Linked DNA regions of Mus musculus: all the other regions are linked to region 3. A link is a contact called in public promoter capture Hi-C data. All regions are on one chromosome and are shown on one strand. Each heading gives the region's core, a stretch centred on a gene start, on an enhancer-like site or on the middle of the called end of the contact. The rest is flanking DNA. Distances are from core to core; before and after follow the strand shown. Region 1 holds the start of Pin4 (protein (peptidyl-prolyl cis/trans isomerase) NIMA-interacting, 4 (parvulin)). Region 2 holds the start of Pdzd11 (PDZ domain containing 11). Region 3 holds the start of Med12 (mediator complex subunit 12).

What was found. Promoter capture Hi-C pulls out the DNA fragments that hold promoters and counts their contacts.
Region 1: a promoter capture Hi-C map of pre-B cells shows a contact between it and region 3, with 2.2 times the contacts expected there. The contact joins the promoter of Pin4 here to the promoter of Med12 in region 3. A contact is called at or near these places in 2 of 39 promoter capture datasets (erythroid cells and pre-B cells).
Region 2: a contact with region 3 is called in a promoter capture Hi-C map of erythroid cells, with 31 times the contacts expected there. The contact joins the promoter of Pdzd11 here to the promoter of Med12 in region 3. A contact is called at or near these places in 2 of 39 promoter capture datasets (erythroid cells and liver) and 1 of 9 other capture datasets (liver).

The regions. Positions count from the first base shown.
Region 1 is chrX:102,117,985-102,122,037 of GRCm38.p6, reverse strand. It overlaps Pin4 (protein (peptidyl-prolyl cis/trans isomerase) NIMA-interacting, 4 (parvulin)), which reads right to left and starts at 2,569. Exons shown (of 4, transcript NM_027181.2): 1 at 2,474-2,569; 2 at 297-370. The coding sequence starts at 2,516.
Region 2 is chrX:100,623,171-100,627,594 of GRCm38.p6, reverse strand. It overlaps Pdzd11 (PDZ domain containing 11), which reads left to right and starts at 1,654. Exons shown (of 7, transcript NM_001356384.1): 1 at 1,654-1,709; 2 at 2,208-2,307; 3 at 2,717-2,800; 4 at 3,006-3,062; 5 at 3,635-3,733; 6 at 3,952-4,012; 7 at 4,168-4,424. The coding sequence starts at 2,221. The coding sequence ends at 4,202. Kif4 (kinesin family member 4) reads right to left here and starts at 1,530. Exons shown (of 30, transcript NM_008446.2): 1 at 1,007-1,530; 2 at 777-891. The coding sequence starts at 1,126.
Region 3 is chrX:101,272,058-101,276,566 of GRCm38.p6, reverse strand. It overlaps Med12 (mediator complex subunit 12), which reads right to left and starts at 2,476. Exons shown (of 45, transcript NM_021521.2): 1 at 2,208-2,476; 2 at 1,567-1,671; 3 at 1,204-1,395; 4 at 916-1,075; 5 at 286-467; 6 at 15-125. The coding sequence starts at 2,306.

The DNA.
Region 1 (4,053 bases), core at 1,320-3,819, 850 kb before region 3:
GTCTTTCACTGGATTGAAACTCACCAACTAGGCTTAGGTCTTTTCTCAAGCACTTTAATGACCGAGGCTGAAACCCCAGTCGCTAAGTTAACACATTTAAAGGAACAGTGCTAGAAGTGTGAAAATTCTACCTTTTAAAAGTGAGACTGGTTTTTGGTTTCCAGTTTTGTATCATCTTGAATTTAACTTAGTATTAAGCCTCATAGATAAGGACAGGTTACTCACACTGTCTTTTCTATGCATACCCACTTACTAATACTTTACATGGAAAAGAGGAGACACATAAGATAACTCACCTTTACTGCATTGCCACCACCTTTAGGACCCTGAGACTTCTTGTCAGCACTGTCACTCCCAGAGGCTGCACCTCCTTTAGAAAAGAGAGGATAGGAACTCATTTCGACTGTACTTTGACATTTATAGATAGGTCCAACTCATAACACAAGGTAACCCATCCATTACAGCCCCAAGTTCCAAAAGGCTACATGGTGAGTCATGCAATCAAGTTAACTTACTCTGTGACTCATCTCTAATAACAGGAAATGTGCCGAACAAAATACTTCACAGAAAACAGATAAAGAAATGAGTGTGGGCATGGATGCAGGCACTCCAGAAGCCTGGGCCAGATTCTTTAGACTCCATTCCAAATCTTGCCTTCTAACTTAACACTGCCATTATATAAAATAATACAATTTCTATTATATTCTGTGACAGTGTGTTTGACACCTGAAATTCTAACATGCAAAATCTCCAACAATGCATTTTGAGGGGTTTGGTTTTATTTCAGAGTGCTTGGTGTGTGTGTGTGTGTGTGTGCATTCTTTTCCCCTTCAGTCTACCACAACAGCTACTGATATCCTCCTGGAATCTGCTACATTCAGGCTATCAAGCATTGGTAGCACATCTTACTTCTTTTAAGTTTTGTGTCGAAGGCAGCATATTAAGTGTTAGAGGCCAAGGTGTCTAAGATTAAATTAAGTATTTAGTTTAACAACTGTTTCCTAAATAATTCCCCAGTTCAAGTTCTTGGGGGTACACAGTGAATAGGATTCAAAGCCGCAGCCAAGGAGCTCGTATCCCAGTGAGGAAGAGAGACCACATTCTGAGAGTCCGACAAGCGAGAAATTGTGGAAGGGAACACATATGTCAGCTAGCCAGGTACCACCTGATGGATGAACAGGAGCTGAGCAGCTAAAGGACAGTGTACCCCTGGTGACCTCACACTCAGGTCCTCCTCAGCCTCCCACTGCTGTGGCATGTCTCTGCAGTGCCTCACCCATTTCTCAGACCTTTCTTTACAACATCTTGGTTCCTTGGACCTCTGGGGTATCACTCTACTACACTCCATTTATTTGTCTCTTCTCTGGGTTCCTACAACCACAATCTTAGTTCAGGCCAACTCTCTCTCTTACCAGAACTACTGAAATCATCTCTCTCTCTCTCTCTCTCTCTCTCCCTCACTACTCTCCCCTCTCTGTTTGTTTGTTTGTTTTTAAGACAGGGTTTCTCTGTGTAGCCCTGGCTGTCCTGGAACTCACTCTGTAGACCAGGCTGGCCTCGAACTCAGAAATCCACCTGCCTCTGCCTCCCCAAGTGCTAGGATTAAAGGTGTGCGCTACCGCTGCCCGGCTTGAAATCATCTCTTTAAAGGACCTCCTGGCCCCTAACCAACCTTAATTAACACCATATACAGCACACCTCATGATTTAGTTTTCTTCTGTTTTAATTTCCCCAACTTGCTTATTTGTTTTGAAGTTTTACTTCAGCGATGCTATACTAAACTGCCTTTGGGGCTGGCCTCTCCGGGTTGAGGACTCTTTACCCTATTGCTGCTGCTTATCTCAGCCTGCCCAAAGTATCTCCAGTTTGTTTCTTTACCCTCTTTCCACCTTCTATAACATAACTCTCACAACTACATTCGGCACAGTACTTAGAGGCTACTATCTTCCCCACATTGTCCAGCGATGAATAAGAGTTGTCTTAGTTTTCTAGCCTGAAAGCACAATGTTGTCCCCAACAACGGTCTTCAAGAAGCGAGTCCCTCCTCATGTGTGTGTGTAGGGGAGGGGAGGGGGGGGGAGGTACGTCCTGTTAGTTGTTAAGAGGCCTAGATGGACTAGATTGATCACTAGTGTAGGCTTCCTTTTATTGCTGGCGTTTCATCAGATTCAATTTTAGTGGGAATAAACCCCAGGTCACGAGGAACCATCCCCAGCAGCTTCTATTGCCCGCCACGAGGGTCCCTGCACTGAAACCTCATGGATACCCTGAACCACAGCAGCTCCTCACGCACTGATCTTTCCTTACCACAAGAAGCCCAAACATAAACCACAGCGGCTCAGGGTGCTCCCGGTGGCCCTGCTGTCCGGCTTATGATCACCTCCCTCCCCCACCCCACACAGCTGCAGGTCTACTCCTGTCCTTCTCCCCATCCACCCCTACGCTCGCTCCATGACTGTCTCGGCAGGTCTACCTTTCCCTCCTTTTCCAGAACCACTTTTCCCCTTCGGCGGCATCTCTTAAGCTGGCGGATGAACTCTCCGGCAACTGTTCCGGTGCTAGCAAAAGGACCCCTCAGGCCCCACAGGTATGTCCTCCGCAATGCCTGAAAGCAGCGTCACAATCAACTATTTCTGCTGCGGTTCCAGAATCAGGCATAGCTTGGAACAGACCCAGTCCTTTGGTTCTTTGACCTATAGGAGCTAGAGATGTTAGACCAATGAGAAGCCGAAGCCTTACGGGGAGGCGGGAACAAAGGTTGCCCAGAGACGAGAAAGCGCAGCCTCTATTCTGTTCTTCAAAGCTTTTACTTGCCCTCATTTGCACTTGTTCTTTGCTCTCTCTCGCCCCGCCCACTTTTTTGTGCATGCGCAGTGCGAGCCTCAGGCCACTGCAGTTCTTTGGCGTGGGCTTTTGCTTTGGGGATTCTAGACAAAGGGACAGCAGAGGGAGTTTAGATAATGGCCTTCTTCCGTCCTCTCTCCGACTGACACAGACCTGCACTCCCTAATGGCTTTTCTTACTTACTTGTTTGTTTATATTTTTGCAGCAGTAGTTGATGGGGTACAAAAGATGGAATTTTTTTTTTAAAGCCTATCATCCCATTGCCTGTGACAGGCAGAAGTCTGTCATGGAGAAACATTGGAAGCAGCCTAAATTAATTTTAAAATAACGATTATAAGCTGTGTGTACAGAAATAGCCTTAAGGAAGATTATAGACCAAGATGTAGAATGTGATTTTTTAAAGTTATATATCCTGGAGAACATAATCTATGCACCTAAAAGACAAACAAGGCATTAATGCTGTTCAGCAGGATAGCATGTGACCACTCGTGTCAATCTATATAGTATTCATGTCTCTGTATTTTTCCAGAGTTCTTTTCTTTTTTCCTTCCTTCCTTTCTCTTTCCTTCCTTCTTTGCTTCCTTTCTTTTTTCTTTTGATACAGGGTTTCTCTGTATGTAGCCCTGGCTGTCCTGGAACTCACAGAGATTTGCCTGCCTCTATCTTCTAACTGCTGGGGCTTAAGATATGTGCCACCACCTTCCAGCTCAAAGTTTGTATGACAGCACAGCATAAGGCAATTTAAAGCTTGGATTCTGGAGGCACATGACCTGCTTTAAAACCCCTTCTACTAGTCCTGTGACCTTGAAGACGCTCTTGGGCTCAGTTTCCATCTTCTGCGAGATGGTGTTGTTAAAGTATCTGCTTATGGAGTATCATGAGAAATAATTTCATAGTCGATGACTAACTGGGGGCGTTTACTTAAGATGAATAGCTTTTGAATTTGCATCCCAATGTGCTCTTGATCTCTCTTTCTCACTCAGTCTCTCTTTTTGAGACCAGGTCTTGCTTAGTAGCCTAGACTGTTCTGGAACTTACTATGTCCTCCTGCTTCTGCCTCTCAAGTGGTGGGAATCATGTGCCACTTGGATACATTTTTCTCTTTCCCCCACAATCCTCCCCTCCTCTACCAATAATTTTCGTATATGACATCTTTCCCTCTATTCCATGAGATCACTGTCCTATCTTGGCTATCTGACTCAGCTTAGT
Region 2 (4,424 bases), core at 405-2,904, 650 kb after region 3:
TGAACAGGGCTGAGGATGAGAAAGTAGTAACAAGACATTGCAACTTCTGTGATTATGATGGCTATGTCATGACGCTTACTGGAAATATATGGTAAAGTATTCAGGGATCATAACATCAACAACTTATTACCAATGATTCTATGAAAAAAATGGCATCTTTATGCTGTTCTTGCAACATTTCTATAACTACTATAACTACAGTGTTTTCAAGTTTTACAATAAAGTCTGGGCCTATAGCTCACTTGGCAAAGTACTTGTCTAGCATACACAAAGCCATGCGTTTGCTTTCCAGCACAGCATAAGCCAAATCAAGGAGGGTGGTTGTACTGGCTAGTTTTGTGTCAACTTGACACAGCTGGAGTTATCACAGAGTAAGGACCTTCAGTTGAGGAAATACCTCCATGAGATCCAACTGTAAGGCATTTTCTCAATTAGTGATCAAGGGGGAAAGGCCCCTTGTGGGTGGGACCATCCCTGGGCTGGTAGTCTTGGGTTCTATAAGAGAACAGGCTGAGCAAGCCAGGGGAAGGAAGCCAGTAAGGAACATCCCTCCATGGCTTCTACATCAGTCTTTGCCTCCCAAGTGCTGAAATGAAAGGTTCTCTGTGAGGTCCCAAGACAACAAAATATGTCTAGGTCAAAGATAAACTGGATGTGTTACTAGGCTGTGGGCTGTTTTTAAAGGCAGAAGTCTGTTTCATCCATTCCTCTTATTTGTAGTGCCTATATGACCCACCCACACACACACAAACGCCCAGTGAATTAGACAGCCTCACCTTTAAACACGCCTTTTATGAGTGGAGCTACTGCTGTATTAAAGACCTCTTCCTGTTCAGTAGAGGGGTCAAACACAAAATCGTAGGTAAATGATTTATCATTACCAACCACCACCTGCAAGAGGCAAGAGACAAGGATGGGGAAGGATTAAAAAAAAAATGCCTGACCACGCCCCTCGCTCCTTTCAGCCTCAGCTGTGGAGGAAGCCACTCCAGACTCGACTACCCACCTGAGGCTCTCCGGGCACAAAGGAAAGGCACGTCTGGCAGCCCTCCTTAATCTCTTTCGAGACGAGGGGGCGACAACGCAGTGCCACTCTTACGGGAATCCCCTTCACCTCTTCTTTCATGGTACCAGCTCAGCAGGTGTCCGTGCTGGGTGAAGCCGGCTCTCCCAGGAGCCCCCGGAGGCTGGCAGGAGTGGAAAGGCCCTTCTCAGGCGGTGGGAGAGCTCGGAACTCGCTGATGCACTCTCCCTCCCAGCGGGATCACGGTGTCCTGTCACTCTTGGCCACCGCCTAAAGGTTTGTCAGTCCCAATACTGCAGGGCGAAGCGGCGTCAGCAATAAGGAAACTCCAGCAGAGACAGCAACCGCGACCCCAAGCCCTAAAGTGCTCCAAAGCGCAGAATCGGAGCTAACGCGGTGCCCGGGTAACTCACCAAACTAAACGTCCCTCTCACCGACCTTCCCTGGCGCCCTGTTCCAACCGGAGCTTTAACCGCCAAGTTTCAAATTGATCCCAGAGGCGCCAGCCAATCGGAGCGCGTACAGCCTGTGAGAAGCAGACGAACTTGAGCACGCACACCGTGACGCGCAAGGAGGCTGGAGCTCTGGCTCGCCCAAAGAGAGCTCCGCCCCGGCAGGGTGGTAGGAGCATCCGCTTCCGGTTCCGACGCCGAATTGGCTGTCGCTGACCGAGGCCTTCTTACCGGTGAGGTGGCCCTGAGTTAAGTGGTCGCGAGCGCGGGATTCGGGCGGGTTGCAGGACCTGGATCTAGAAGGTAGCCCGTGTAGACGGAACCCGTCTGTGGACACCACGTTTACTAAGCACCTCTAGAGATTGTGTCTGGCCCCAATCCCTATGGGATAGTTAAGAGTTGGCACTCCCTTGCTGTTTTAAAGTAGATCTTTGTAGATGTGTAGATTCTCTTTTCCTAGGTTGGAAGTGGTGACACCTATTGTTTTTTGTAGAATTGTGAGAAATGCAAACATGCCATTAGAGTGCTTAAAAAATTAATTTTTTTGTCTTTTGTTTTTGTTATTTTGTTTTGTAGCCTGCCTCTCCTCCCTACCCCCCCTCCCCAATCTTAACACCTACTTGTGGGCTAGTCCCATAAAGGAATGGCCCTCGGCTGGAAGGCTTTCTGGAACTTAGAGTGCTTGGTCCTTTTTAAAATCATTTTCGTTTCCTTTGATTCGTCCTTTTCAGGGCTTTGCCTGAAATGGACAACCGGATTCCCTATGATGACTACCCTGTGGTTTTCCTGCCGGCCTATGAAAACCCTCCAGCGTGGATTCCTCCTCATGAGGTGGGCGCCATCTGCATTCCTGAATAATCATGAGATCTATGAAAGAAAAAGTAGCAGGGCTAGGAAACTCAGTGGAGAGTGGATCTTAGGTGAATTCTGAGCAACAGTGACCCACTGGTGACTTCTTGCAGAATCACCATGCCAGAACCCTTCACACTGGTGAATTCTGAAAATTCAGAGCCTTAATTTCCATCCTGTCAATAAGAAAGGACTAGGGATCTATAGGGCCACTAACATGTCCCGAGACTAAACAGCCACTCCTCTGGACTGTTTTATCTGTGCTTTGTAAACTGAGTCAATGGCTTTACCAATTCCTGACATATATCTGGTTTATTGGTATTCTAAAAGAAGGTAGATGTAACACATCTAAGACTGGGAATAAGATTTCGGGGATTGCTGTATCTTGCAGAGAGTGTACCACCCAGACTACAACAATGAGTTGACCCAGTTTCTGCCCCGAATTGTTACACTGAAGAAGCCTCCTGGTGCTCAGGTAAACTTATAGGGGCTCTTATTCCAGTAACGTTTGGTCCATGCCAGAAATTGGCCATGGTTGGGGTGTGGATGTGGATTGGGAGGTAGGTGACCAGAAAAGCAGAGGTGGCACTTCTACAGCATCTCCTTTTCTTCTGAGTACATAGATGTCCCTGTTCTTATGTCTCTGCTGAGTCTGCATCCTGTGTCCTTTTGTCTTTCAGTTGGGATTTAACATCCGAGGAGGAAAGGCCTCGCAGCTAGGCATCTTCATCTCCAAGGTCTGTGTGAATGTGTGTGTATGATAGGCTGTATGGCTAGCTACTTTGTTATCATATTAAAGTGCACTGGTGGCCCAGCAGATAAAAAAATGGATGACCCGCTGGAGTCATAGGATAGACATAATGGAAATTCAGCCTTTCCCTTTGAGAACTGTACTTGGGGCCAGTATGCTGGGGCATGTGGGCATGTCAGTACTCTGAGAACTCGAGAGGCAGAAGGGGGAAGATTAGGAGTAGGTAACAATCTATAAAGTCAAGGCAGACAATGGTGACATAGGACCTTAGTCCCAGCACATGGGAGGCAGAGATAGGCAGATCTCTGTGAATCCAAGGCCAGTCTGGTCTACGGAGTGAGTTCCAGGGCAGCCAGGGCTACAAAAGAAAAACCCTGTCTTTAATTAAGAAAAAAAAAAAAGAATCTCAAAAAAACAAACTGAGAACCAAATTTCACTAGCAAGCCACTTAATCTCCCGGCGGTATCACCAAAAATAACACATTTGAAGAGCACTGAATTTGCCCTGCAGTCTCCTGATTTACTCCATCACAACTACATAATACCTCTTCACTAACAGGTGATTCCAGACTCGGATGCACATCGAGCAGGACTTCAAGAAGGGGACCAAGTTCTAGCTGTGAATGATGTGGATTTCCAAGATATTGAGCACAGCAAAGTAAGCATAGCACATGGACTATAGTCATGCACGAAGCCATCTCAGGTAGGACAGGTTGGACCCGAATAGCCTTATCTGTATGAAAGCATCTCTTCAAGGGAAATGTACCAGAAGAGAGCAGCTATCAGTGAGCTAGATGGGGCGCATTCCATTGCTGTATTATAGTTCTTTCCTGAGTAATAGCTCTTCATTTGTACAAGCTGCCGTGTTCCTTCCAGGCTGTGGAAATCCTGAAGACAGCCCGAGAAATCAGCATGCGTGTGCGCTTCTTTCCCTACAGTAAGGCACTTTCTTTTTTTCTTTTTCTTTTTTCTTTTTTTACTTATATGGCAGGGCTCTAGGTAAGTAGAAGTCTTTGAAATATGGATAATGGCAAGCCCCAGAAGTTGAGAACTCATCCTGAAAATCATGTGCTGTGTTCTTTCTTACCCCAGATTATCATCGCCAAAAGGAACGGACTGTGCACTAGAGACTTGCAGCCCACAGCCTTCCGTGTGGGATCTGCCAGGACAAGCTGGCTAGACCTCTGAGAAGTTGGAGAAGTCAGGAAATTGTACTCTCCACACCGTCCTGGTTTAGTGGATGGGGAGGATGGGGTGACGGCTTACCAGCTGTATTATGTACTGTACTGTACTAGGAGTTCCCTAGTTTGCTAGGTGAGTTTCATTCTGGAAAAGGAGAAAGATAGTGA
Region 3 (4,509 bases), core at 1,227-3,726:
GGCCTAGGTCTTACTCGCAGCAGTAGGGGAAGCAGCAATTTAAGCAATTCATCTTCTCCAGGGCGTATTTTCTCAAAACACTCAAGCACCCAAGTCAGGAACTCATGTCTGTCCAGCATTCCATCCTATGGATAGCAGGGAACTATTAGAGGTAAGGCAGATAAAGTAAATGGAAGAATGAAGAGAGCTATACCAGGGGCAAGGTAAAAGGCAAATTCCATTCTATTCCAACAGGACAGGATAAGGTGCAACTCAATGCCATGTACAACATGCCCTTGCTCCTACCTGAAACATGAACAAGGCGAGCTTCTCATTGTAATCCCACTGCCTGATGGCCATCTCTACATCATGGGGCAAAGGCCCTATAGTAGAACCACAGCCTCCACTTCCTGCAGGCCCTGGCCGATAGTACTCAGCCATCTTCTGTAGCTGCTCCCACAAGTACTTTGTGATGATTTGAGTCCATTCTAAAGAAAATACGGAAAGGGAACTATATGATACTATTCTTAAGCTTAGAATACTCTATCCCCTGCCTCCACCCACAATCACCAGAGTTCCAAGCTCTATTCATCCTCTTAGCCTGTAGACAAATGCCACCTCCTTAAAGCAATCATTACATCCACTGAAGTCTCAAAGAACCTTCTGTCTACTCTTTTGATGTTTACCACTTTCTATATTTAATTATGCTACATATGCCTTAGCATCTCCACTAAGATCTAAAGAGCAGAAATTATATGCTGGTCATCTTTACAGCCCAGTACCTGAACACAGCAGATACTCAAATTACTCCATGCTTACCAATTTCGTGCACATAAGATTCATGCAGAAGCAAGGAATAGACTAGGAAGATTTATTCTAAGGCTCCATCACTCCTTGAAGCCATCAGTGGTATACCAGGTGTACAGAGTTACTTACCAGTGAAGGGGTCAGCAGTATTTTTCTTCTTAACCTTAGTCTCAGACATTGCTGCATAGTAGGCACAAGTCATCTTAATGAGCCAGGCAGCCCGCATCACAGGCACCGTGTATTTGGCCAAATACCCAAATACTTCTTCCTTTTTACTGAAAATGGGGACCTGGATGGGCATCACAAACAGCAATGTCTCTAATTACTCCAGGGAGCTGACACCACATAGCTACATCTTAGAATATAGGTAGACACATTCCCCACCTTGACCTTAAGAACAGGAAAAGAGTACTTCACCTTTTTGGCTAGGTGTGTGAGTGGTTTGGTGCCAGCCAGGTCAGTGAACCAGGTGTTAATAGCACTCTGAGATCTTGCAGTCACCAGCCAGAAGTTGTCCTTCTGGTTCATTAGGGACTTCCTGCGACCAGTGTCAGAGAGAGTATTACACCTTAACTTCTCTGCGATGATGCTGCTGAAGTTGGAACTGATCTAAAGGGGGAAAAGTAGACCTCAGGGTAGGAAGACTGTGAAAATGCCAATGTGCTAGCACTGAGTTATAAACTCTGCCACCTAGGTTGTCCCTTTCAGTTTGCCCAACCCGGAGCTTTTGCTCCTCAGATTCTTCCAGCCTTTTCCTTCAGCCTGGCAGGGTTGTCTCACCTTGGCAGGATTGAAGTTGACGTTCTTGGCACTGCCATGTTCGTCCCCAGAGACAGCAGGCTGGTTATTGAAACCTTGTTTTACATTCAAAGCCGTCAGTTCATCCTGAGGCAGAAAAACAGCATTTTTAGCTCACCCTCATTCACCTTATAGAAGAGGTTGTAAGAGAGGGCAGAGGAAAAGGTAACAAGGGAGCCAGGGAGGAGGAGGAGGAGGAGGAGGAGGAGGATTCTGACTAGAAGAGGTTGTTATTTAAAGCCCAGCCCTTATGTTCATTTGGACCCCACCCTCACCCCCACAGTCAATGAGACTCCCACATCCCCCAGAGCGACCTCAACATCACTCTTCCCTTACCGGCACCTCACCAAGCTGGCCCTAACAACTTTCTGAGGTTTGTGTGTGAGCGCCCGAGTGAGTGTGGAGGGGGGCACCTCTGGCATGGCTCCTGAACCCACGAGCTCCTCAACCGGAACTGCTGGCAGACCCTACTCTCCAGCAGGGCACCAGTCCACTCTACTCTTCCCCCTGTTGGGACTTTTTCTCTCACCTAACCTCATCCCCCCTTGCCCTCAACTGTCAGTGTCTCTTCCCTCACGAAACACCTGCCCGGACCCCGCGGGAACCGGGAATTGTGAACGCACCTCCTTCTGTTTGGGATCTTGAGGGTACACATCGGGAGGCCCCAGCCGCAGCCGCTTCAGGGGTCGGTGTTCATAGCTCAAGATCCCGAAAGCCGCCATCTTGCCCAGCCCGTACCGCCTGAGGCGCCTGCAGGGCCAGGCGAGGTGGGGAGGGAAGGGGCGGAGGGCCGAGGACGGGAGGGAGCACGGGGACAGCGAGCCGGGCGGCGGTAGAGAGGACCGAGGCCGAGAGAAGGGGGGTGGCGGAGGCGGGGCACGTTAGAAACTCTCGATTACTGCCGGAAACTGCCGAGGGACGCTGGGTACCGTCGGACAATACTGACTGCAGAGTGGGTGGGGCCTCGCCGGCGCGGGGCGGAGCCCCACAGCCCGGGAGCTTTGGGCCCTAGGAGGGAAAGTCAATTTCACACACTAGAAATCCACCGGCGTGGCCGGGGCTGGAGGCGCAGACCTGGAATAGGGAAGGCAGCCGCGGCGCTGAGCTCTCTCGCTGGAACTGGCTTCCCGTGGCCTCGCTCAGTTCTTGGCCTAAAATAAGTGCTCGGGAATTTTTAGTTTAGTTAATAACTGCGTCTTTTACTGATCACTTCGTTTCTTGGTTCTCACATCTGGATAATGGGCATGCTAAACTTCCTTCAAAGGACAGTTGTAAAGATTAGAAACTACTATTGTTTTAAGAAAGCACCTCTGATCTGATACAAAAGATCCGGTCTAGCCAGGCGCAGGCCTTTAACCCCTGCAGAGGCAGAGACAGACGGATCTCTGTGAAGTGCTTGCCTTACACAAAAAGAAAGCAACTGTAAAACTGAAGTGCTTATAATCTCTCCAGGTGGTTACAGGCCCTCTGCACCACAACCCCCTAACCCTTTGTTGTTGTTGTTAACCCTTAACCTGGCGGTGCACACCTTTAGTCCCAGCAGAAGAAAGCAGATCTCTGTGAATTCAAGGCCAGCCTGGTTTACACAATGACTTCCAGAACAGCCAAGTCCATGTATGAACTGTGTAACCCTGTCTCAACAACAACAACAACAAAACCAAAGAAACAAACAAAAAGTAGCCAGATTGATGGCAAACACCTTTAGTCCTAGCAACTAGAGAGGCAGGAGCAGGAGTATCTGAGTTCAAGGCCAGCCTGGTCTACACACTGAGCTCCAGAACAGCCAGAATTACATAGCGCCCTTGTCTCAAAAGAAAAAAAACCACAGGGTTTGGGGATTTACCTCAATGGTAGAGCACTTGCCTAGCAAATACAAGACCCTGGGTACCCGTCCTCAGCTCTGGAAGGAAAAAAACAAACCAAAAAAAAAAAAAAATGCCAACGTGTCATCAGAGTCAGATGTGGTGGGGCAAGCAGGTCATCCAGAGCAACAGTGACTGACACATACCCTGTCTCAAAAAGAAATCCATTGACACTTACATTATGTGTGTCACACACCTGTAATTCCCACAGCTCGGGAGATTGGCAAAAGGATAACAAGTTACTTCCAGCCCAAATTACATAGACACACACACACACATACACACACCTCTTTTCTGAGACAAGGTCATCTCATCATGTAATCGCAGGTGGCCTAAAACTTTCCATATAGCCCACGCTGGCCTAGAACTCACAGAAAGCTCAGTGAGCCATCTGCCTCCTAAAGCTTCCAGGCCGGATCAAAAGGAAAAGGGAGGAGGAGCAGGAGGAGGAAGAAACAGGAATCTTCACAGAATAGTAGTTATACAAATTGTCAGATATTTTCTATCATGAAGCTTTGTATATCTGAACTCCAACTTATGAACCTTCACAATAGGGCCAGGCAGAAGGCAGAAGATGCTTGCTTGCCATTGTACCTGATTACCAGGATAGAATCTTCCGGTTTCACATGATGAAAGCAGAGAACTGACTTTTGCAAACTCTCCTCTGAGCACCGTGTACATGCATGGAACAAACAAACAAATAAATAAAATGTACAAACGACTCTTTCTCAGACTTAGTGGCAAAGGGCACTAACCCGGCACTCCTGTGACAGAAGTCGGCAGTCTCTTTGACTTCCAGAACAGCCAGGACTACACAGTGAGATCTTGTCTCAATAAATAAATAATCTAAAAAAAAGAGGAGCTGCAGAGATGGCTCAGGGATTAGGAGCACTGCCTGTTCTTCCAGAGGACCAAGGGTCATTTCCAAGCACTCACATAATGGCTAACAATAGTATGTAAGTCCCCTGCCTGAGGTTCTGATGCCTTCTTCTGAGTTCCTCTGGCACAGGGCATGACATGTACTGTGTAGATTTACATGGAGGCAAAATGCTCAAACAAATAA